Linked DNA regions of Mus musculus: regions 1, 2, 3 and 5 are each linked to region 4. A link is a contact called in public Hi-C, HiChIP or PLAC-seq and promoter capture Hi-C data. All regions are on one chromosome and are shown on one strand. Each heading gives the region's core, a stretch centred on a gene start, on an enhancer-like site or on the middle of the called end of the contact. The rest is flanking DNA. Distances are from core to core; before and after follow the strand shown.

Evidence for each region. Promoter capture Hi-C pulls out the DNA fragments that hold promoters and counts their contacts. A called contact is a pair of places that touch in the nucleus more often than the background predicts. HiChIP or PLAC-seq counts read pairs in DNA pulled down with a chosen protein or histone mark.
Region 1: a contact with region 4 is called in a promoter capture Hi-C map of the HPC-7 cell line. The contact joins the enhancer-like site here to the promoter of Gan in region 4. A contact is called at or near these places in 15 of 39 promoter capture datasets (the C10 cell line, the HPC-7 cell line, HPC-7-derived erythroid cells and 8 more), 1 of 484 Hi-C or Micro-C datasets (embryonic stem cells), 14 of 115 datasets of contacts at active chromatin or transcription factors (bone marrow-derived macrophages, double positive thymocytes, embryonic forebrain and 7 more) and 3 of 9 other capture datasets (adipose tissue, embryonic stem cells and liver).
Region 2: a contact with region 4 is called in an H3K4me3 HiChIP or PLAC-seq map of the 230-238 cell line, with 27 read pairs. The contact joins the promoter of Plcg2 here to the promoter of Gan in region 4. A contact is called at or near these places in 15 of 39 promoter capture datasets (the C10 cell line, the HPC-7 cell line, cranial neural crest and 10 more), 2 of 15 datasets of contacts at CTCF or cohesin (CD8 T cells and the NIH/3T3 cell line), 1 of 484 Hi-C or Micro-C datasets (bone marrow-derived macrophages), 24 of 115 datasets of contacts at active chromatin or transcription factors (the 230-238 cell line, astrocytes, bone marrow-derived macrophages and 17 more) and 3 of 9 other capture datasets (adipose tissue, liver and macrophages).
Region 3: an H3K4me3 HiChIP or PLAC-seq map of bone marrow-derived macrophages shows a contact between it and region 4, with 2.2 times the contacts expected there. The contact joins the enhancer-like site here to the promoter of Gan in region 4. A contact is called at or near these places in 17 of 39 promoter capture datasets (the C10 cell line, the HPC-7 cell line, HPC-7-derived erythroid cells and 10 more), 3 of 484 Hi-C or Micro-C datasets (CD4 T cells, bone marrow-derived macrophages and embryonic stem cells), 20 of 115 datasets of contacts at active chromatin or transcription factors (the 230-238 cell line, acute myeloid leukemia, bone marrow-derived macrophages and 11 more) and 3 of 9 other capture datasets (embryonic stem cells, liver and macrophages).
Region 5: a contact with region 4 is called in a Hi-C map of bone marrow-derived macrophages, with 24 read pairs. The contact joins the enhancer-like site here to the promoter of Gan in region 4. A contact is called at or near these places in 4 of 39 promoter capture datasets (the C10 cell line, liver, neutrophils and 1 more), 3 of 484 Hi-C or Micro-C datasets (CD4 T cells, bone marrow-derived macrophages and nephron progenitors), 15 of 115 datasets of contacts at active chromatin or transcription factors (the 230-238 cell line, acute myeloid leukemia, bone marrow-derived macrophages and 7 more) and 2 of 9 other capture datasets (liver and macrophages).

The regions. Positions count from the first base shown.
Region 1 is chr8:117,576,004-117,578,703 of GRCm38.p6, reverse strand. Plcg2 (phospholipase C, gamma 2) reads right to left here. Exons shown (of 33, transcript NM_172285.2): 10 at 780-881. Among named protein-coding and RNA genes, the nearest start is that of Plcg2, 79 kb to the right of the region's middle. Within about 2 kb of position 1,408, at least 15 of the 459 cell types and tissues checked have an H3K27ac peak or open chromatin away from gene starts, as enhancers often do. A contact at or near this core is called in the HPC-7 cell line and double positive thymocytes, where this site is marked.
Region 2 is chr8:117,497,002-117,499,701 of GRCm38.p6, reverse strand. It overlaps Plcg2 (phospholipase C, gamma 2), which reads right to left and starts at 1,427. Exons shown (of 33, transcript NM_172285.2): 1 at 1,273-1,427.
Region 3 is chr8:117,558,746-117,561,445 of GRCm38.p6, reverse strand. All of the region lies in intron 5 of Plcg2 (phospholipase C, gamma 2), which reads right to left. Among named protein-coding and RNA genes, the nearest start is that of Plcg2, 62 kb to the right of the region's middle. Within about 2 kb of position 1,290, at least 39 of the 459 cell types and tissues checked have an H3K27ac peak or open chromatin away from gene starts, as enhancers often do. A contact at or near this core is called in bone marrow-derived macrophages, where this site is marked.
Region 4 is chr8:117,156,680-117,159,379 of GRCm38.p6, reverse strand. It overlaps Gan (giant axonal neuropathy), which reads right to left and starts at 1,399. Exons shown (of 11, transcript NM_001081151.2): 1 at 1,079-1,399. The coding sequence starts at 1,245.
Region 5 is chr8:117,531,356-117,534,055 of GRCm38.p6, reverse strand. The region is part of intron 2 of Plcg2 (phospholipase C, gamma 2); the gene reads right to left. Among named protein-coding and RNA genes, the nearest start is that of Plcg2, 34 kb to the right of the region's middle. Within about 2 kb of position 1,420, at least 56 of the 459 cell types and tissues checked have an H3K27ac peak or open chromatin away from gene starts, as enhancers often do. A contact at or near this core is called in bone marrow-derived macrophages, memory CD8 T cells and microglia, where this site is marked.

The DNA.
Region 1 (2,700 bases), core at 159-2,658, 420 kb before region 4:
CTTTAAAATAAATAAATAAATAAATAAATAAATAAATAATAAGAAAAGAGAAGAGGGCTGGAGAGATGGCTTCATGGTTCCTCTACTGTGATGTAAAATGGAGATGGGGAAAACCCCAGAAGCTCCAAGGTCTGGGAGCCCAGCATAAAGAGACCCTGCTTCAAATAAGGATGCATACTAGGACCTACACTTAAGGCTGTCTGTCCTCTGACCTCCTGGGGGCCGGGTGGAGGGACAAAATAAACATTACAAAGAGTCCCACTGTTATAGGTCTGTGGTAGAACCCCTGCCTAGCATGCAGAAGGTCCTGGGTTCAGTTCCTACCATGGCAAAAACAAGGAGGCCGAGAAGGGGCCCAGGGACTTTCCCATCTACCCACTCCTAGCATTTAAATAATAATAATAATAAATCAGAAACACCGACTGGCTCAGAGGTACATTTTACTGCCATAAACAGCCCCAGCGAGCAAGTGACAAGCCATGTCCCTTCTGATCCTCCCCGGCCACCTGTAAAAAGAAGTGTCCTCTATAAATGGCTCACACAACCATCAAACATTTGTCAAGTTCAGTTGGCTTCTCCCTGATGGCGAACGCCCTCTAGTGGCGAAACAGGTAATCCCACCCAGGTAAGAATCAGGAAAATGAAAAGCAGGATTAATCCCCACCCTGGGAAAACCACTCCTTACACGGAGTCAGTCCCCCGGACACCTGACAGTGACACCTTCCGAGGGGAAGGGATAAAGGAAGTCCTGCTCACGTGACATGCCCCAGCCCACTCACCTCATCCACAAATAAGAAGGGCTCTGCGGTCTCTCTCATTGTGTCGTCGATAAACTTGGTCATCCGCTCCCGGACTTTGTTCAGATCCTGAGCCCATAGCTCCTTAAAGATGTCGAAGATAACACAAAGTCACCAAAGGACAGGCAAGGTCCTCCTCAGGACCTAGTCAAGGTGATCAAAGACTGGACCCAATGTCAAACCTATGTCATTCAGAGCCACATAAATAAGGCTCCATCCTGGCATGGTCTTTGCCAGGGGCGAGCAGATGCCTTCTGCATGGGTCACCCGCTATCCTCACTCAGCAGTCACCACCGTGTGAACGCAGCCACAGACCAAATACAGGAAAATGAGCATAGCTGTATTGCAATGAAACTTTATCAATAAAAGTAACGACAGACTATGATCTGCTAAGAACTCAGAGCACTAGGCCACGGGTGTCAGTATGAAACAGCCAGGGACTGTGGTGGACTATGCCAGTGTTAACAGTTTAATTATGAAATGCCGCCCCCCCCAACACACACACACACACACACGGGTTCATGTGTTTGAACACCTGGGTTACCAGGTCATGGCATTGTCTGGAAAGGCTGTGGAACCTTCCAGAGATAAGAGGCTTGCTAGGGGAAGTAGGTCGCTAGGGGTGGGCTTTGAGGTTTTATAGTCCAGCCCCACTTCCTGTTCCTGACGAGAGAGGCCATGTGACCAGCTCCGATTCCTGTCACTGTGCTGTTCCCACAGGCTGCCATCTCTTCCCAAATATGATGGGCTATAGCCCCTCTAAGTCTAAGCCAGAATAAAGCCTGCCCAGTTGAAATAGTTTCTTCTGGTCACAGCAACGAGAAAAGTAACTATACAGTATAGCCAGCCTACTGGGGTGTCTCCCCTGGCTCAGCCAAGGTGACAAGTCACGTGTCTTCTTTATACAGCCTCATCCATGAAAGGAGGGTCCCAAAAGTTATACACCGCGCAGGTTTGGAAACAGGACCACATGAAGTCAGTTGTGTGCTTAGTGCAGTGTTCTTCGCTGCAGGAAGCCTCCAGTTTCTGGTAGTTTATTCTAACAGCCTCGTCCCCGTATGGTCCTCTAACCTGCCCCACCCTGCAAGCCATATGATGTCACTGTCACATAGAGAAGAGGACACACAGGCTCAGGATGACTTCAAGACGATCCCAGGTCTCCAGAGCTCATGAGAACCAGGGTCAATTTCCAAATCACTCAACCTGGGCAAAAGAACTGAGATGGACACCTCGCATCCCCTCCCCCAGGGGTCAGCCAGGCAGAGCCACCCCGATAGACAAATCCAGCCCCACTAGCAGATTCAGTACAATGCTGGACATTCCAGAAACATTTCCTTAATAAAAAACCACAGCATGCAGTGACCTTTCTTCTGCTACATTCTCCGAAACCTCAAATATCCACAGGCAACAAGATGAACGATACCACAGACCCGATGCTGGCCAATGCCTTCTGGGTTTCAGACATTCCCCAGTGTCTCTCCTTGTGTCTGAGATGAATGTGTGATTGGGTAGGAAGGGACACGGGGTGGGGTGGGGGTGGGGGGACGGGGACGGGGGTGTGTCAGAAAGAACAAAAGCCCAAAGACAGACTGAAACAGGATGGTGAGGCCCTACTTCAGCAACACAGGACTGTGGCTAGCTAACAAGTCTCCCCAGACCACAGACACCAAAATAGCCAGCAGGCTGTGAGTTCCCTGAATGGAAGGTTGTTAACAGCATAGAGCATGGGGTTCAGGATTTAGCTCAGTGGTAGAGCACTAGCCCGGGGTTCCGTCCTCGGCTGTGGGGGTGGAGGTGGGGGGAGAACCAAGAAGCAACACCACAAGTGCAGGATGCTTAGTGCAAACACCTTGGCTCCCTGGGTACCTCAAAGGGCCTGAATGGCCCTTCTCTCCTTCCCCTG
Region 2 (2,700 bases), core at 178-2,677, 340 kb before region 4:
AGCATTGCTTGTAAATCTAGAGGGGGCCAATGAGAGAGGATGGGACAAGACATATGAATGGGTCCACTCTGTTAGTTGAAACAGAAAAGCCCTTTTGCGGAGACAGGGCAGGGAGAGGGTTGCCTATTTTCGAAATTAATTATTTGCAGAAGTTTTCCCACCAGTAACTTCCCACCAACTTCGCCCAGGAGGTGCAAAAGGGTCCCCGCTGGGGCTCCTTCAGAGTACCCCACACACGCCGCCTTGCCTGGGAGGCCAAGCACCGAGTAATTTTAAGCATCAATAAAAATCCACAGCCAAAATCCCCTGGGACTGCTACACTGCTGCCCACAACCGTGCAAAATGGGTAACAGCCTAGGGCTAGTCCCGACCCCAACATCCTGTAAGTGTCCCGCAGAAGCAAAGAGCAGGGGCCATGACCTGTGCCCACCAGGAAGGGCCTTTGCCACCAGGGTCAGGAACTGCAGGGAGTCTCTTTGATGCCCCGGAAAACAGGCTCTGGTCTAGTACGGGACCCAAGAGAGAAACCTGGACTCGGGGGGTGGGGGTGGGGGGGCTCCTCTCTGTGTGCTGTGTCACATAAATGGAACTGAAATTCAAATTTAGGTCTCAGAGAGAAAGCCACCTGTTTCCAGGGCGTGTCGGCCCCTCGCCCTGCCAGCCTCTCTCTCAACAGTTCGAGATCAGGGTACGGACAGGGCCTGCTCCTGACTTTCCAGGTATCAACCTCCTAGGTCCGGATACAACCCACCTTCCCTTCGAATTCTGGCTCCCCGCGAGGCAAATGACCTCTTTGAGATCCCCAAACTGAACTGAATTGCGGGAGGGGCGGGTCCCAGAATCGCGTGTGGAGAAAGAGCTGCTCCGCCCCACCCCGGAGCCACCTGTGTACTACTGGGAAGTACTGTTCAAAATCAAGTCCCCGCAAGCAGGGACGCGGCTCCCGCGTAGGACTCTCGGTGGCGAGGTAGACGCTTCGGCCACCCCAGCACCCGGAGCCGCGTCTCTCATTCAAACCCTAGTTGGCCACTGCTCACCCTGGAGAGGTGGCGCCAGCCCCAGGAGAGGAAGTGGCCGGCGGCTGGGCCGGGCCCGGCTGTCCCTAAGCAAGGGTTCCCCAGGGCACACCCGGCCACCTGCCCGGATCGCGCACCCCAGCCCTGCCCGCGCCCTCTTGGGCTCCGGCGCAGTCCCCACCCAACGCGGTGCCAGCTCTAGGGTCCCCGCACACGCGCAAGTCCCCGGGGAGCTCCATCCATCCTGGCTACTCACCTGGCGGTACCCCCGGAGCGCAGCCACCCGCACAATCCCTGGGCCTGCCAGCCACGGGTTGGGGGGACTCGGGGGTCCCTCGTGCAGCAGCCGCCTGGGGCCCGGGCAGTCCGGCAGCGCAGGTCTTGCTCAGCGGCGCTCCTTACTTCTGCTTTGGAGGCGGCCGCGCCACGTGACTCCTCGGGGCCGCCCCCCTTAACGCGCCGCCCTGTCTCAAGGCGGGTCCCGACCCGCCAGAGCATCCTAAAAGAGTCATGCCTTGCCCGACCAGGGGGAAACTGAGGCAGCCCCAGTACCACCTGCCTGGCCGCGATCGCTTAGCCAAGAGAACAGAAATTTCCCAAGAATATCAGAGTTTATGGGGCGCCTACTGCATACAGATACCATGCATGCATTGATTATCTTCACCCACTCGGGGTTGACAGAGCTGAATTTAGTAGTACATTGTTTCCTATCTTAAATGCCGCAGCCTCAGTTTCCATCTCTGCAAAACAGTGCCAGGCTCAAAAGTTTGTTTCAAAGAGTAACTGGGCACTAGAGAACTGAAATCTTGGCTTTTAAATTGGAAGACTGTGTTCTTTAAAACTCGTTGCTTTTTTTTCTGGGGAAAAAAAAATGTATTTTTCCGCTTAACGGTCCATACCTTTAATCCCATAACTAGGAAGGCAGAATGACAAAATTACATCTCTGAATTAGTTCAAGGCCAGCTAGGGCTATACAGTGAGATCTGTGTCCAAAAAAATTTTTTTAATATTATTTTTAAATTATGTGTATATGTGTGTGTTTATGTGAATCCATTTCTGTGAATACAGGGGATCAGGGAGGCTAGAGCTCATAGGATTCTCTGAAGCTGGAGTCACAGGCTGTTGTGGCTATGTGGGTTGCTGGGAGCTGAACTCCAGTCTCTGTAGGCGCAATATGTGCTCTCAACTGCTAAACCACCTCTCCATTCTGACAGAGAGAGAGAGAGAGAGAGAGAGAGAGAGAGAGAGAGAGAGAGAGAGAGAGATTTAAGATTTGATGATTTGATTTGATTTCAGGCTGGTAATCCCAGCACTTAGGAGGCCCAGGTAGGCAGATCTCTGTGAATTTGAGGCCAGCCTGGTCTACAAGGAGAATTCCAGGGCAGCCAAAGCCACACAGAGAAACCCTGTCCAAAGAAAGAGAGAGAGAGAGAGAGAGAGAGAGAGAGAGAGAGAGAGAGAGAGAGAGAGAGACTTGGTTTCTTCTGGGTGCCTTTAATCCTAGCACTCAAGAGGCAGAGGCAGGTGAATCTCTTGAGTTTGAGGCCAACCTGGTCTACAGAAGGACTTCCAAGACAGCCAGAGCCACACAGAGAAATTCTGTTTTGAAGGATAAATAAATAAATAAACAAGCAAGCAAACAAACAAACAAACAAAAAGACTTGGTTTTATGTAGCCCAGGCTA
Region 3 (2,700 bases), core at 41-2,540, 400 kb before region 4:
TGATTTCTCTGGGCCTCAGTGTCTTTACATGTAAAATGGGTGCCTCGCCCAGTGGTTGGCTGGGAGCATTTGGTTGGCATGGGATGTGCCTAATCCAGTGGCTGTTGCCAAGCAAGTCCATCACAAAAGCCAGCTGCTACCATTTTGCCCTAGGAGAAGTTAGAAGCTGGACAGAACTTGGGCCAAGGAAAACATCTGGGGTTCGGGCTCCGCCTGAGCTAGGCCAGTCCATTCTTGCCTCTGGCAGCTTCTGTTTTCCTCTGAGAAACGGGCTTAGTCAGAGGCTGTGGGAGACAGGAAAGGGAGGGAAACTGGCCAGGCTGCTCTTTCTGGAGCACTCTGGGATCAAAGTTCCTTCTGAAGTATCCCTGCAGCCTCCTAGAGAAGGTGAGACTTTCTATTTCTCAGTGCTGACAAGCAGCAGGGCCTGCCTGCTGGGAGGGAGCTGGAAGAGGAGCTGGGTGGAGGGACAGCCAGGGAGCACCTCCAGAAACAGGGAGGGAGCACCTCCAGAAACAGGGAGGGAGCACCTCCAGAAACAGGGAGGGAGCACCTCCAGAAACAGGGAGGGAGCATCTCCAGAAACAGGGAGGGGGCACCCCCAGAAACAGGGAGGGGGCACCTCCAGAAACAGGGAGGGAGCACCTCCAGAAACAGGGAGGGAGCACCTCCAGAAACAGGGAGGGAGCACCTCCAGAAACAGGGAGGGAGCACCTCCAGAAACAGGGAGGGGGCACCCCCAGAAACAGGGAGGGAGCACCTCCAGAAACAGGGAGGGAGCACCTCCAGAAACAGGTTCCCTCTTGGCAGATGGGAAGATGGGTTTCTAGGCAGGATTTGAAGAATCCATCCCCAGGAAGAAGCAGGCATCCATCTCTGCTCCATATAAGACACGATAGTGGTGCCGGGCGTGGTGGTGCACGCCTTTAATCCCAGCACTTGGGAGGCAGAGGCAGGCAGATTTCTGAGTTTGAGGCCAGCCTGGTCTACACAGTGAGTTCCAGGACAGCCAGGGCTATACAGAGAAACCTTGTCTCAAAAAACAAAACAAAGACACAGAAGTGGACAGACAACTCCACCACCATGGAGACAGTGTGACCAGAGTGACCCCTTCTGTCACCCTGAGCCAGTCTTTTCAGTGAGCACAGTCTCAGAGATGACAACACCCTAAGACCTCAGTGTGTAAAACCCACGACACCCCACTAGCTCAACCCTGGTGGTACACCAGAGGGCAGCCAGGAGATGACAGATGAGAGGGAGAGGCAGAAGGGAGAATGCATGTGGCTAGGGGTCACAAATGCCCCAGCTGGATACACTAAACAAGAGACAGAAATGAGCAAGAGACAGACGGACAGAGTCACCTCTATGATGCAGGGACAAAATGGGGAAGTTGGTGTTGGTTAGTTTTGTCTCGAATATGAAAACCAAAATCAAGGAAAGACAAAGTAGTTAGTTAGCTAGTTACTTAGCTAGCTAAGTAGTTAGTTAGTTAATTGAGATAAGGCTTCACATGACCCTAGCTGGCTCCCAACTCTTTCTACAGCAGACAATGACCTTGAACTTCTGACCCTCCTGCTTCAACCGCCCAAGGGCTAGGGCAAAAGTGGTCTGCATCTCCACCCTTGCCAGGATGGAAGTCAAGCCTGCATGCAGGCTAGGCAAGCACTCGACCAGATAAGCTATAGTCCGGTCTCAAAATAAACCTTTTTAAACAAAAGGTCCAATGTGAGACAAACTCGAGACAAGGATTATAAAGAGTTAACACCATCCACTGCCAAGTTCTCCATGCAGGGTAGTGTTTGCTTGTTTGTTTGTCTGTAGGGATCTTTTTTTTAAACATATTATTTAATTTTATGTGCATGAGTGTTTTGCCTACATATATGTATGTGCACTACGTGTATGCCAGGTACCTGTGGATTTCAGAAGAGGGCATTGGGTCCCTTAGAACTGGAGTTACAGATGGTCATGAGCCCACCATATGGGTGCTGAGAATCAAACTCGAATCCCCTGCAAGAGCAAAGATTGCTCTCGCCTGCGGCGCCTTCTCTCCAGTCCCAGGGTGGCCTATATTGCTTGGTTATTAATTAGAGGAAGGAAATAAGAGGCTAACCAGTCACCAACTCAGAAAGAAAGGCAAATTTAAACAAAGGATGCTATGGCCATTCATCCTCCAGGCCAGCAAAGGACAAAGACCAGTGCAGCAGAGACAGTGGGCAGGTCAGTGCCCTCAGCGCCACAGCTGGAAGTCACCCCTGTCACCATATTCTGCCACCATACACCGGGAGCTGGCATCGGGCAACTAAGGAAGTCCCCGACTCACACGTACAGCACCCAAGTTCACACTCCAAGGTTGGCTCTCACAAAATTAACATGAAGTCAGAAGCCATTATGTATTTACCAATGGGGAAACAGTTGCTGGGTGAGCACTGCCTTTGCCTAAGGAAAAACCCAAGCAGAGTATCTATTTTTAAAAAACAAAACAAAACAAAAAAAAAACAAAACAGGCCTGGAGGTACAGGTCTCTCAGCTCAGCTATGCAAGGGCCTGAGGCAGGAAGATTAAAGTTCAAAGCCAGTTGAGGGCTACAGAGAGAGTTAGAGGCCAGCCTGAATGGTCTAGGGAGATTCTGTCTGAAAACAAAAAGAAGAAGCTAGAGACAGTAGAACTCTTGTCTAGGATCCACCAGTGGAGGGCTGCGGT
Region 4 (2,700 bases), core at 150-2,649:
AAAGGTCTGGCCTGGAAATTCAGTTTGATTGACTGCCTTAACCTCTGAACTGCCAGCCCTGAGCTGTCATATTGGTGATCTAAATTTCTTGTTCACAGACACCTGACCCCTAAGTCCACAAAGAGCCCAATGTTGTAAGGCCAGGCTAGGCTAAAAGCCAGAAGTTTCAAGGGCACTTGGATTGCTTCTGGAGTTCGAAGGTCTCCAAAAGCAAAGATTCAAGAACAGCATATGTGTCCGAGTTCTGCTGGGACAGAGCCCTAAGAAACGGCATACACATAATTTTCCATTTTCTGATCTGTCAATTCTAGTGACATTGCTATCATTCGTCTATATTTAACCAGCTTACTGGGCACTTTCTCTACCTTTTAGTGCCCCCCCCCACCCCCCATATTAAAAGAGCAAACCAGTTTGCCTGAAGGAAAGTTGCTAAAGAAAAGACAGGAGCCCATCTCACAAATTCTGATCCGATGCTATAAGCTTGGTCTCAACCTTTTCATTAACCTAGTAAACTGGGCTAAGGTTTGCGTCGCTTAAGTTTTACAGTGCCCTCTTGGTGGTTACAATCGCTGGGTCCTCGGTGGTAACTGTAGCCAAAGAACGACCCCGGGTCTTCTCAAATTCGCAACAGTTTTGCCTGTTTGTAACAAGGGAGTGGCAAAGTGACAGTTGGGCTTTGGGGGTGGGGGCTTCCCACCGACCTCTTACAGGGTTCTCCTTCTGCCTAAGCCGCGGGTGTTTGTTTTGGCTTCCCCGCGCAAAACCTGGCCGGCCCACTGTGCGGTGACTCGGAGGTAAAACTTCTGCGGGGCTCCGCGGGCCGGGCGGGGCCTGTCGGGGCGAAGGGGCGGCTCTTCCCGGAGCAGCCCCGCCCTGCTCGCGGGTGCGGGTCCAGGACGGCCTGTACACCGTGTTTGGGGCTTTTGCGGACCTCCAGGGACTCCGGGATCGGGGCGATCTCGGTGGAGAGGCCCATGGGCGCCCGAGGGGCGCGGCGGCAGAGCCACTGGAGCCGCAGGCGGCCAGGCCAGAGAGAGAGGGAGGGATGCGGAGGCGATGGGCGGCGGCGCCCGCTCACCTGATGTACGGGCTGGCCGCCGCCAGGATGTTCTTCTGCACCGGGATCTCCTCGCCGTCGAGGACCAGATGCGCGTCGCAGAAACGCGCCTCCTCCCGGAACGAGCTGAGCGCCCGCAGCAGGCGCGCGGCGTGCTGAGGGTCGGACACAGCGCTGCCCTCGGCCATCGCGCCTCCCGCTCCTCCGCCGCCACCTGCCCGACCCGCCCGCCCGAGTCCCGCGCACGTCCCCGCCGGCCACTCCTCGCGTCCGCTCGCCCGCCCGCCCGGACTGAGTGAAGCTCTGGAGTCAGAGCTGGAAGTTCAACAACGCGCCTGCGCCATCGGCAGCGCGTGCGGACGGCGCCTTTAAGGAGCTGTGCCGTTGCGTCATCTTTCCGCGACGCCCCCGCGCCCCGCCCTACCTCGCAGCAGCCAATCAGAAGGGCTGGGCTGCGAGCGCCGGGCGCGCCCACGGGCTGTGCTTGGTGCGGGCGGAAGGGTTTAGCGGTTCCGCGGTATCCAATTCCCAGTCTCGGCGAACCGAGTGCTCTCAGTGTGGAAGGGAGTGAGACGCAGAGTGAAGCCGAGGACTTATTATTCCTTTCGCGGGAGTTACGCCTCGCTACGTTCACGTCCATTAGTTCCGGGCAGAACGCGGAGTCCGCCAGAAGCCTTCGCTGAAGACGTCGCGAGTGAAGCGAGAGAAACAAGCAGTTTTGCAAGGCTGTGGCAAGGAAGGTGTTTTCCTCTTGCAATTGGGGACCGGGAGCAATGGAAGGGTTTTAAATACCGCGGTAGGGGTAAGGTGTTCCGAAGGTTTCTAAGATCGGGGTCTTTAAAGCAGATCGATGCCAAGATTAGATAGTGGGCTGGATAAAAGGACTCTGTGGTATATGCCCTCCCTTCCGCCCCCGCACAAGAGTACAATTGGGAAGGAGAGGGGGTCCAGTTAATTGCATGATTGCCATCCCTACCTTTTAGGAAAGATAAAGTCTGAAAGACTAGGGGGTATGAAGGCCAGATGTTCGGATGGTGGGGGCTAGACTTCCCACAGAGACAGATCAAGGCTGTGGTACTAAGCACCCCTGGGTGTGCTCACTCTGCAGGGCGAGCCTCGTCTGTGTCCCTGGAAGTTGCTGAAGGTGCTTGGGAGTGGAGGAAGTAGCTACCATTTTGTGCAAACATTAGGTGCTCGAGGCTACAGAGAATTAAGTCTTATGAGGACCAAGGATCAGAACATTGGGGCAGCATTCAAAGTAAGGCAGGATGTGGTTTTCAGTGCGTCAGCACAGCCTCCCGTAGTCCAAAGGCCCCAAGGAAAGTCTTGGTTTTCACCCTGGAAGCAGCAAGGCTTTGGCGTCACTGATAGGAATCAGAGTATAAACTATACTCAAGATAGGAGACTAGGGGAGTAAAGTCAAGGAAGTTACTAGTAGAAGATCGATACATTTCCAGTTTCCATTTCAAACACAGTATCTATACCTGCAGTGATAAAAGTATCTAGACTCTAAACCAGGAGGTGGTGACGCAAGCCTTTAATCCCAGCACCGGGGAGGCAGAGGCAGGCAGGTCTCTGTGAGTTCCTGGCCCACCGAGAGAGTTCCAGAACAGCCAGGGGCTACATAGAGAAACCCTGTCTTG
Region 5 (2,700 bases), core at 171-2,670, 370 kb before region 4:
AACAACAATAACAATAATTTTAAATATAAATAACACCGCACGAAAAGAAAAGAAAAGAAAAGAAAAGAAAAGAAAAGAAACCCTTACGTTTAAGTATGTGTGTATAAACCTTTTTGGGAAATTTTTTTTCAACCCTGCTCTAAACAGTAACTACGTCCTACCTGTAGGGTTTGGAGAAAGACCATCTCTCCCCCTGATGCTGAGTGTGGGCAGAAGCAGGTGGGTATCTTACAGTAACAGGGCAAAGCCGGAGACCCTTGGTTCCACTGTTGGCAGAGACTGAATAAGCAAAAGTCACAGTGATGGAAGACCCAAAAGACTGCCAGGTCCTACCCACCACGGGACATCATCCAGCCACCAACAAGGACACATCGGCAGTACTGGTAAAAATGTCCCCCACGCGCATATAAGCCAAGGCAAAACCCCTGTGTGCTCCAATAATCAGAGAGCGAGGAGCAGCTGGAGTGGACACTCCATCAGTGGAGCACTAGCACAGTTCCATCCCCTGCCATCATAAAACTGGTGTGGTGGGCCACACCTGTCAGCCCAGCACTGGCAGAGACAGAAGGATCAGAAGTTCACGGTGATGATCCTTGGCTGTGCAGCAAGTTCAAAGTCACTGTAGGGTATGTGAGGGGACCCTATCTCAAAAAGGGGCGGGGGGGGGGGGAGGAGAAGATGGGAAGCAGCTAAGGAGAGAATGGATAGTCAAGAACGACAGACAGCCATGGAGCCTTCTGGAAGCTGGCCAGGTCCTAACCTAGACTGTACTGATGGCCCTATTATGGCTCTGCCTATAATTAATCATTATATTGAATACTTAAATCGGTTGAGTCAACTATTTTTGAAGGCGTGGGATGGCAAGGAAGATCAACATAGCTTTTCCCTTCTGTGGACATATATTCCCATCTCCCCAGCCACTGTCCCTTCTGTCTACTCTACCCTTACTGGTTTGGTTTGGTTTTAGCAGAGCCACTCTCTGGTCACAGGACCTTGACACTTGCTAGAATGCACAAGCTATTATCTTCTGTTCCCTCTATGCCTGCCAAAGGACATCTCTTGCCCAAAGTCAAATCTGCCCAAGCAAAACAAATACATAAGAGCCCCAACAGTGGGATAGGTGTCAGGATGCCTACATGGCACTCAATGTCACCCTACAAGCAGGACTCTAGTGATGTGCACCAGAGCTCTGTCATCTCTCCGTTCTTTCTGCGCCCCGCCCCGTTAGCTTTCTGAACTTTAGCAGTTCGTGGCAAGAGCAGAACACAGACTGTGAGGAAGGAGTTTCTCACTTAACTGAGCAGAAAGCTCAGCAGGCTCTCTGCAGCTGCCATCATGTTCAAACATCACAGCTGCACTCTGTGAGGCTGGTATGAAAAGCGTCCGTGAAAGGAAAGTGAGTTTTTTAACTTTAGATGTCTTCCTAGGATGACGACGACGACGCCACCACCAAACAAGACCACACAGATCAACACTGTGGCTGCTACAAGAAGAGGAAGAAGAGGCAGCTCACATGGCTGCTCAGAGCCTTGAAAGTGCTCAGCTTCTGGGCGGTGGTGGCGCACTCCTTTAATCCCCAGCACTCAGGAGGCAGAGGCAGGCGGATTTCTGAGTTCGAGGCCAACCTGATCTACAAAGTGAGTTCCAGGACAGCCAGGGCTATACAGAGAAACCCTGTCTCGAAAAAAAAAAAAAAAAAGTGTTCAGCTGCCTGGAAGAGCCTATAGCTTGTGAGCCACTGTGGCTACTGATGTGTCCAGTAAATCCGGATGGTGGGGGCCCGTTTATGTGTTTAACTGAGTCAACACATTAAAGGTGAGATTTCACATTAACAGCCTGCAATCCCCCACCACAGACCTGCAGAGCCTGAGCCACCCTGGGAGGCTCGATCCATCCACTCTCTAGCAGGCATGTCATGGCTCAGCTGGTCCCTCCTTGAAGCTTGGATTTGAAGTCATTTGTCTGCCCCTCAGCCGAAATCTACTTCTTTCCTTGGGGCTCATCAATGCAAAGGCTTGTTTTGAGGGTCTGAAAACAGCTCTGTGCCTATAGAAAGACGCCAAGATCCTAAAGCACAGGTCATGACTGAACTGGCCTTGAACTCACCAGGGCACTTCCAACTTAGGATGGTCTCTTATTTCAACACCAACTCAACAGGGAAATGAGACAAAGAGACTCTAATAAGAGGTGGACAGTGGTCTCTGGAAAACCCAGTGGTCCTGAATTGTAGACTCTGGCTGCCTCAAGAGCTGTCCTAAAAGCTGGGCGTGGTGGCGCACGCCTTTAATCCCAGCACTGGGGAGGCAGAGGCAGGCAGATTTCGGAGTTCGAGGCCAGCCTAGTCTACAAAGTGAGTTCCAGGACAGCCAGGGCTATACAGAGAAACCCTGTCTCAAAAAACAAGCAAACAAACAAACAACAAAGTTGTCCTAGAAAACCACAACCAAGGCCCTGCTCACTGGGTGATTTCAGAAAGCACCTCCTGCCTTTTGAGACTCAATTGCATCTGTAAAATGGGTAGATTCATCAAGAAGTATCGGGATTTTTCAAGGACCAAGGATCTGGTTAACAAGTAATTTCACCTATCATGCATGACATTTGGTAGTGGACAGGACACAACGTGTCCCCCAGCCCCTGCCCCATGACACCTCGGGGGACAGATGGCCATTCTGTAACTGCTCCGTATGTGGTAGTGCATAT